Linked DNA regions of Callithrix jacchus: region 1 is linked to region 2. The links are chromatin contacts, called in public Hi-C maps. All regions are on one chromosome and are shown on one strand. The core of a region is the stretch at or near the end of the contact, and the rest is flanking DNA. Distances in the headings are between cores, read along the strand shown.

What was found. A called contact is a pair of places that touch in the nucleus more often than the background predicts.
Region 1: a contact with region 2 is called in a Hi-C map of induced pluripotent stem cells, with 2.9 times the contacts expected there. The contact joins the promoter of TTF2 here to the enhancer-like site in region 2. A contact is called at or near these places in 3 of 3 Hi-C or Micro-C datasets (induced pluripotent stem cells and skeletal muscle).

Annotation. Positions count from the first base shown.
Region 1 is chr7:155,071,634-155,075,112 of calJac240_pri, reverse strand. It overlaps TTF2 (transcription termination factor 2), which reads right to left and starts at 2,101. Exons shown (of 25, transcript XR_013520367.1): 1 at 2,042-2,101; 2 at 1,857-1,959. It overlaps LOC144577085 (a long non-coding RNA gene), which reads left to right and starts at 2,375. Exons shown (of 3, transcript XR_013520368.1): 1 at 2,375-2,411.
Region 2 is chr7:154,753,382-154,757,162 of calJac240_pri, reverse strand. No RefSeq gene overlaps it. Among named protein-coding and RNA genes, the nearest start is that of CD2, 11 kb to the left of the region's middle. Within about 2 kb of position 2,167, at least 4 of the 16 cell types and tissues checked have an H3K27ac peak or open chromatin away from gene starts, as enhancers often do.

The sequences.
Region 1 (3,479 bases), core at 852-3,351, 320 kb before region 2:
AAAGAAAGCAGGCCGGGCACGGTGGCTCAAGCCTGTAATCCCAGCACTTTGGGAGGCTGAGGCAGGTGGATCATTAAGTCAAGAGATTGAGACCATCCCGGTCAACATGGTGAAACCCCGTCTCTACTAAAGATACAAAAAATTAGCTGGGCATGGTGGTGCGTGCCTGTAATCCCAGCTACTCGGGAGGCTGAGGCAGGAGAATTGCCTGAACCCAGGAGGTGGAGGTTGCGGTGAGCCGAGATCGCGCCATTGCACTCCAGCCTGGGTAACAAGAGCAAAACTCCATCTCAAAAAGAAAAAAAAAGAAAGCATAACTACATTTCTTGATGACTCAAAAGTTTAAAATTCACTGCACTGTGTAACCTCTACATGTGATACCCCTAAGAAGGACATATTTAGGGCTGGCTGTGAGGCCCTGTATAATTTTGCCCAGGCTCTTCCTTCATCCCTTCCCTTCAATGACCTGATAGCTGTCACTTAGTGTTACTCACATGCCTGCCTCTAACAACACCCACTACATGCTTCTGGCTTTGTATAAGGTTTTTAATCACTCCCTTCCACCTTACTACTATCAAACATTTTAAATATATGTAACATCTGAAAGTAAACAGCTTTGAGTGAAGATCTAAAGTACTAAACCCGTGGCACTTTTTTTGGCCTATATATTGGTTATCAGATATATTCCAAATAAATCAAGTTTACCAAATAATTGTCTTCCAATATCACCGTACTAGTTTGTACAGCAAAGCATCTGTGTAGATGGGACCCTAAATAAGAATACTTCTCTTAATGTAAAACCAAATCTTATGCAGCCATGAATGCTTAATTCCTGCAAAACGTAAAAATGCTTCTATTTCACAAAACTTGACCTGGGTACTGTATCTGAGAGGCTCAGTGTAAATCATTTAACTCATGAAACATGAGAAGTTAATACACATGTTGTAAGGTCACTTTTCTAATACTGATATCCATTATGTTCTTTACATCTGACATGGAGGAAAAGAACTTTACCAAGTTCTGCTGAATAGACAACTGCTGGTTAATGTGATGATAGTTTTAAAATCCACATAGAAAATGTAGGCACTTGGTAATGTGAAAACATTAACATTTTACAAAGTATTAACTTTCCTCACTTTAGAGAAGATACTTAACATTTCTGACTCTCTCCTCCCACCTCAGCCTCCTGAGTAGCTGGGACTACAGGCGTGTGCCACAAAGCCCAGACAATTTTTTAAATTTCTCGTAGAGAAGGAGTTTCATCATGTTGCCCAGGCTGGTCTCGAACTGCTGGGCTCATATTCGCTCGCCCTGGCCTCCCAAAGTGCTAGGATTACAGGAGTCAGCCACTCCGTTGTTTCTTCCAGCGCTGATTTCTTTGAATTATCAATTTCACCATTTAGATGCAGAGAATCCTATTTGAAAATAAAAAGGCTACCAACTGATCACTAGAGTGTTTTAAACTCAAACATTAAAAAAACAGTTGGACCTAAAACTAGTGCAAAATAAGGACCAATTATTTTCCACTGTCTGCTGTGTTTCCTTACTCCTTTAAAGGGGGTGGGAATGTCTGGGCACGAGAAGGGAGTCAACACCGGAGCCTCAGATTTACACAAGAGGGAACTGTCGGCCCAGAGAGGGAGAGTAACCAGCCTCAGGTCACACAGGCAGAATTAGCTGGGCGTCTTCCGAACATGCCACGCTGCCCTGGGATTATCAACTGCTTAAAGGGTCTGACACCGCAGACCAGGGCCCCACCACTCCTTGTCCCTGTGGCGCCCGACAGCAGGGAGCCAGCAGCTCCTCTCCGGAAGTCCCGAGCGGCCACAGGGAGTGGGGCCCAGCTCGAGACCTACTCGGTGGCCTGCACGAAGCTGCACGCGTCTGCCCGGCACACGTAGAAGCTCTTTCCTTTATTCGGGCCATCGCGGACGCCGGTCTTGAGAAAGCAGAAAGTCCCTGAGGAGAGGAGAAAGTGAACAACGATTACGCCACGCTACATGGACAGGACCTAGGGGAGGATGAGACCTTGACCCCTTACCGTGCTCCGGACACCTAACTACTTCCATCCCGCTGGGTCCCCCAAGTTTCACAAAGCCCCGCCCCCAGTTCCTGCTTCCGCCTTTTACTCCGCCCTCTTTGTTCAGGAACCAATCATCACTCAGCTCCTGCAGTCTTAATTTCTCCCCCCCCTCAATAATATAATTCTCCGCCCTTCGCCTTCACCCACCTCCAACCAATCACAGCCGCCCTCAGGTCAGGCGGGCGCCGAAATCAAATTCAAAGCGAGGGGGCGTGGAGGACCCGGCGTCTGCCGGCTGGGGCGTGGCTGAGGCTCGTGGATGCTTAGGAGCTGGCGAGGCTTCCGGAAGAAGGGAAGTTTCGATTTGCGGATCTTGGAAGAGGGAAAGGTAACTCTTGCTTACGTTTAAAACTGAGAGGCGGCCCTAGGGGGAGCGCGTTAGCAGCCGCTGAACGGCCCTGGCTTCGCGGGTGTGTCTGACCCGGGCTGGCGCTGGTCCGCGTTGAGCTCCGCGCTCCGTCGCTGGGGTGCGAGGCCGGGGAGAGCCGGCGCTGCGGGCCGAGCCGCGAGATTTGCGGTGCAGAAACCGCGGCGGCGGGGCTGGTGGAAGGGCCTTGGAAGCTGCTGCGGTGAACTGAAAAGGCTCTCACATGCGGGCACGACGACTTCTCGAGGAGCCGCTACAGTGCTTTTCAGTTTGCCTCTTGCTGTAAATTTCACAAAGTGATTACGCCTACACGGCTCTCCTCACTCAGTTCAGCGTTTTATGGAAGATCCCGAGACTCGAAGAAGTTTGAGAGACTCATCCAAGGTCAAAGAGTTGGCGAGTGGGCGGTCCTCGGACAGGTGCGCCGGTCTCAGCGCCGTTTGGCCGCGCAGCTGCTTCCTGTGTGTGCTGGATGTTCTTTGGGCTCGTCCAGCGTGGAAGCCCCAAGTTACAAGCCTCAACGTGGAAACCACGGAGGGGGAAATAGATGACTTTTGGTGAAGGCGAATTTTGCTTTCTCATTTTGTATTGTCAGACTTTTTTTTTTTTTTTTTTTTACTAATTAATATGCTTTTGTAATTTTAAAAATCGAGGATGAAGTTACATAGAAGGGAACTGCCCCCTTCTATGTAACTTCATCCTCGATTTTTAAAATTTGAAGATGTAATCAAAACTATTAGTAAACAAAAAGGGAGAAATAGATACTAGATTTATTGCAATAGAAATAGTTTCATATTACAAGCTATTGAGGACCATATGTCCCAGACACATGGCATGGCACCTGCAACGTTCTTATGGGGGCCGTAGAACAGAAAATCTGTAATGTCTAGAAAATCTGGGCAACGTGATGAAGGTAGATGTTACGGGGATCTGGAGGAAGGGAGACGAAACTGAGGTATCATTTATTAATTAAACGGTACCTATTAAATACATTTTTTATGCTCAATGTGGACTAGGTGCTTGAGAAAT
Region 2 (3,781 bases), core at 918-3,417:
AAAACCCCAAGCTTAAAAATGCGAATTCTAACTTTTTCCTATTTAGCATTTGTGTGATCTTCAAAGCAACCTCTGTGGGCCTCAGTTCAGTCATGTCTGAAACAGTGAGGTGCAGCGGGGTGCCGTGGCTTATGCCTGTAATCCCAACATGTTGGGAGGCCAAGGCCGGTAGATCACTTGAGGCCAGAGTTCAAGACCGGCCTAGGCAACATAGTGAGACCTTGTCTCTACAAAAATGAAAATTAAAAATCAATAACACGGTGGTCTGGGTAAGGAGTTATAATTTGGCCTGCTCACTTAAGCTCAACAGCAACCAAAAACCTACACCGTTTGCCAGAAACGTCAGGACAGCATTGTGATGGTGAGGGTGGCCATAAAAAAATCCGGGGAAGATCACTCAAAGGAAGGCTTCTGGGGTTTGGTTCAGCCCTGGCCGGATCCCACTCCATCGCTTCACAGTCAGGGCAACCCCTATTTAGAAGTGAATGTATCCCTTCCGGCAGCTTCTAGGATTGCTTCTTTCAGAGGACTGAGGGCCAAAGTCCCTGCCTGCTGCTGCCACCCTCTGGCAGCAACCTGAGCCGCATGCTTGTTAATTTCACCAGTTAGAGGCCCTAAGTTTTGCAAGTTCGTTTACATTTGCATAGTGCTTTTCAGTTTGCACTCCCCCCAACCCCAAGAATGATATTCTTTCATCCAAGCAATATCCTTGTGGCATAAACATTTTTCTAGATGAAGAAACCCAGGCTTGGGAAAGGTAAAGGGTTTGTCTAAGGAGACTTAGCTAGGACATGAGACCAGGCTCTTTGATCCCAAGACCTGTGTTCTTTTCACTGTTATAGGGGCATGTTAGTTAGTTCTACTCCTATTCTCAAACCCGGACAGAATCGGATGAACATGGAGTTCTGACCTCCTCTCACTCCCTCCCTCCAACACATCCCCAGCTTCTCCAGATCCCATCAGTACCTGCAGCTGCCTATGAGTGAAGGGGGTAAGGATTACAAATAAGAATAAGGCAGTGAAGCACCTGCTCTTCCCTGGGACTCAGACCAACCAAGGAGGTGAGACAGATACGCAGGGACCTCAGGACCTGGGAGAAGTGTACGTGGAATTCACCAGAGGTCAAAGGGACTCTAGCTAGGTGGTGCCTGAGCTGGTCCTGAAAAGACAAACAGGGTGTAAATTAACAAAGAGGTAGATGCAGGACCTCCTAGGCAGAGGACCTGGCAGGAGCCAGGCTTCAGTGCACTGAACCAGGGGATACCCGCGCCGGTTGGGCAGAGAGAGGCAGGCAGTGAAGCTGGAGAGGGAGGTTGGAGGAGATCTCGGCAGGATGGAATTCGTATTGTTTTCTAAGGCAGTGATAACCAGCCGTTCTGCGTGGCTCCTGTTTATTCACTTAACAAATTTTTATTGTGATAGGCAATATTCTGTTTGTTTCTCAGGATAAGAGCAAAAGCATAACTTTGTTACACAGTATTCATTTACTTCCTCAGCGGATGTCGACTGCCGACTTTCCCTGTGCCAGGTACTCTTCTAGGCCCTGGGGGTGTATTTCTGTGCACAATGAACTTACGCTCTAGTGGGAAAGGCGTAACACACAACAAAAACAGGAAAAGAAGAATATTTAGATAGTGACAAGTATTCAAGAGAAAAATAAAGTAGAACAGGAGTCTTGTAAGTGAAGGATGTGGGTGCGGATTTGCCCAGGAGTCTCGTAAGTGAAGGATGTGGGTGCGGATTTGCCCTTTGGAGAGAGGAGGCAGCTCTGAGTAAAGACCTGAAGAACTGGTTTCCCACCTTCTTGGCACCAGGGGCCAGTTTCGTGGAAGATGATTTTTCCATGGACTGGGGATTGGGGGAGGATGGTTTCAAGATGAAGCTGTTCCACCTCCCAGCATTGGGCATTAGACTCTCATAAGGTGCAACCTAGACTCCTCAAATGTGCAGTTCACAATAGGGCTCGCGCTCCTAGGAGAATCTAAAGCTGTGGCCCAGTTCCTAACAGGCCAGGGACAGTACCAGTCTGTGGTCAGGGCTTCCCTGACCTAAAGGAATTGAGGGAGGCAGCCAGCAAATACACAAGGAGGGACAGTCCAGGCAGGGGATTGGAGAACAAAGGCCCTGAGGTGGGAGCATATCTGGTCCATGTGGGGCCAGAGAGGAGGCCAGCATTGCTGGGGAGTGAGTGAGGGAAGGTGGAAGGAGAGGAGGCCAGAGAGGCCCAGGAGGGACGGGCAGGTTGAGTAGGAGGTCACTGCAGGCCTCATTCAGAGTGGGAGCGAGTCAGTGCTGACTGCCTTAGAGTCTGGTTCTTTCCGCATAGTTTTAACAATGGACAAGGAGTCTTTTCTGCAGTCTGGCCCCATAGATTCGATGAGGTGTGGGCAGTACAGCCAGGGCGCCAGGGAGGTCTAGCTCTTGGAATGTACTCAGGGCCATTTAAATGCTCAGCATTCACCTGGCCGTGGGCTCTGCTTGCAACCACCCCACACACACTCAGGGGCAGAAACGGCTGCCTTGTTACGTTCGCAGAACCTGTGGGCCCCGCTCTTCCCTGCTCTGCTGTGTCTGGAGCGCTGTAGGGAAGACTTCAACGGCCAGGGTGACGCCAATGGCTGAGCGCTGTGTGAGCTGGGGCTGGGAGCTGTGTCTGCAAGGGAGTGGCCTCATTTGCATGCCGGGGCCTGTGACTGGAGGCTGGAGGATGGTCAACCAGAGCACTCCACGCAGCCTCTTCATGAGACCCGGCTCCTTGCAATGTGGAAGCTTCCTCCTGAGGGGTATCCAAAAGAGGGGCCGCGGCGAGCACCCCAAAAGCTGCAGATGGAGTGGGCCTGGCCCCTTCTGACCCAGCCCTGGAAGGCCACAGTGTCCGCCCACTGCACTCACTTCGTGGGAAGGGTCACAGAGCCCACATTTTACCTGAGGAGATGCTGACCCCACCTCTTGATGGGAGTGTGTAAAGGAATTGGTGGCCTCTTAAAAACACCACTGCAAGCCGGGCTCGCTCCTCTAATTCTAACCCTCTGGGAGGCCAAAGTGCGAGGGTCACTTGAGCCCAGGAGTTTGAAACCAGCTGGGGCAACAGAGCAAGATCCCGTCTCTACAAAAATAAACTAATAAATAAATATAAAAAGTAGAATAGGAGGAAGACTCAAGCAGACTCTAACGCTGTGCCCACGTGAAGACGCCTACTACCTGGATGTCTCTGGGCCTCAGATAAAAGCACACGCTTTGCAGGAGTCTCCTGGGAAGGGGGCTCTTTCTTTGCCCCTCCCACCGTGGGCTATGTCTATAAACATGTAACTAATCCCCCGTGGGGGACAGGGTGGCGGTGTGTGCCAAACTTGTGCCAAATATGTATTAATAAACTCTGGACCATACTGGCAGCTTTGTAGTTTTCTGTAGCCTTTTGCAGCCTGAAAAACATTTTCTGATTAGAAGCCCCCGCTGTTTTATCTATTACATGTGACACCAAATAAGCCTCTGCATATCCACTGGGGGTTGGTTAGTAACATCAGAGCAAGCAGCGAGGGGAAAGGAATTAAAAAGGGAGCTAATGTTATCCGTGGGGAATAGCTGAGGAAGGAAAAAACCACTCTGGAAGAGAGGGGTTGCAGAAGGATTTTTTGCAATGTATTACGACCAATCAAGGCAAGCACACATGTGTGTCTGTTGTCCCAGCCCCAAAATGTAAAATGAAACTCCAAAGAATGTTATACTGTGGGTTAGTTGGGAGGGTGGGGGAGAAGGAGGGAGGTTTTTATCTCACAAGGCA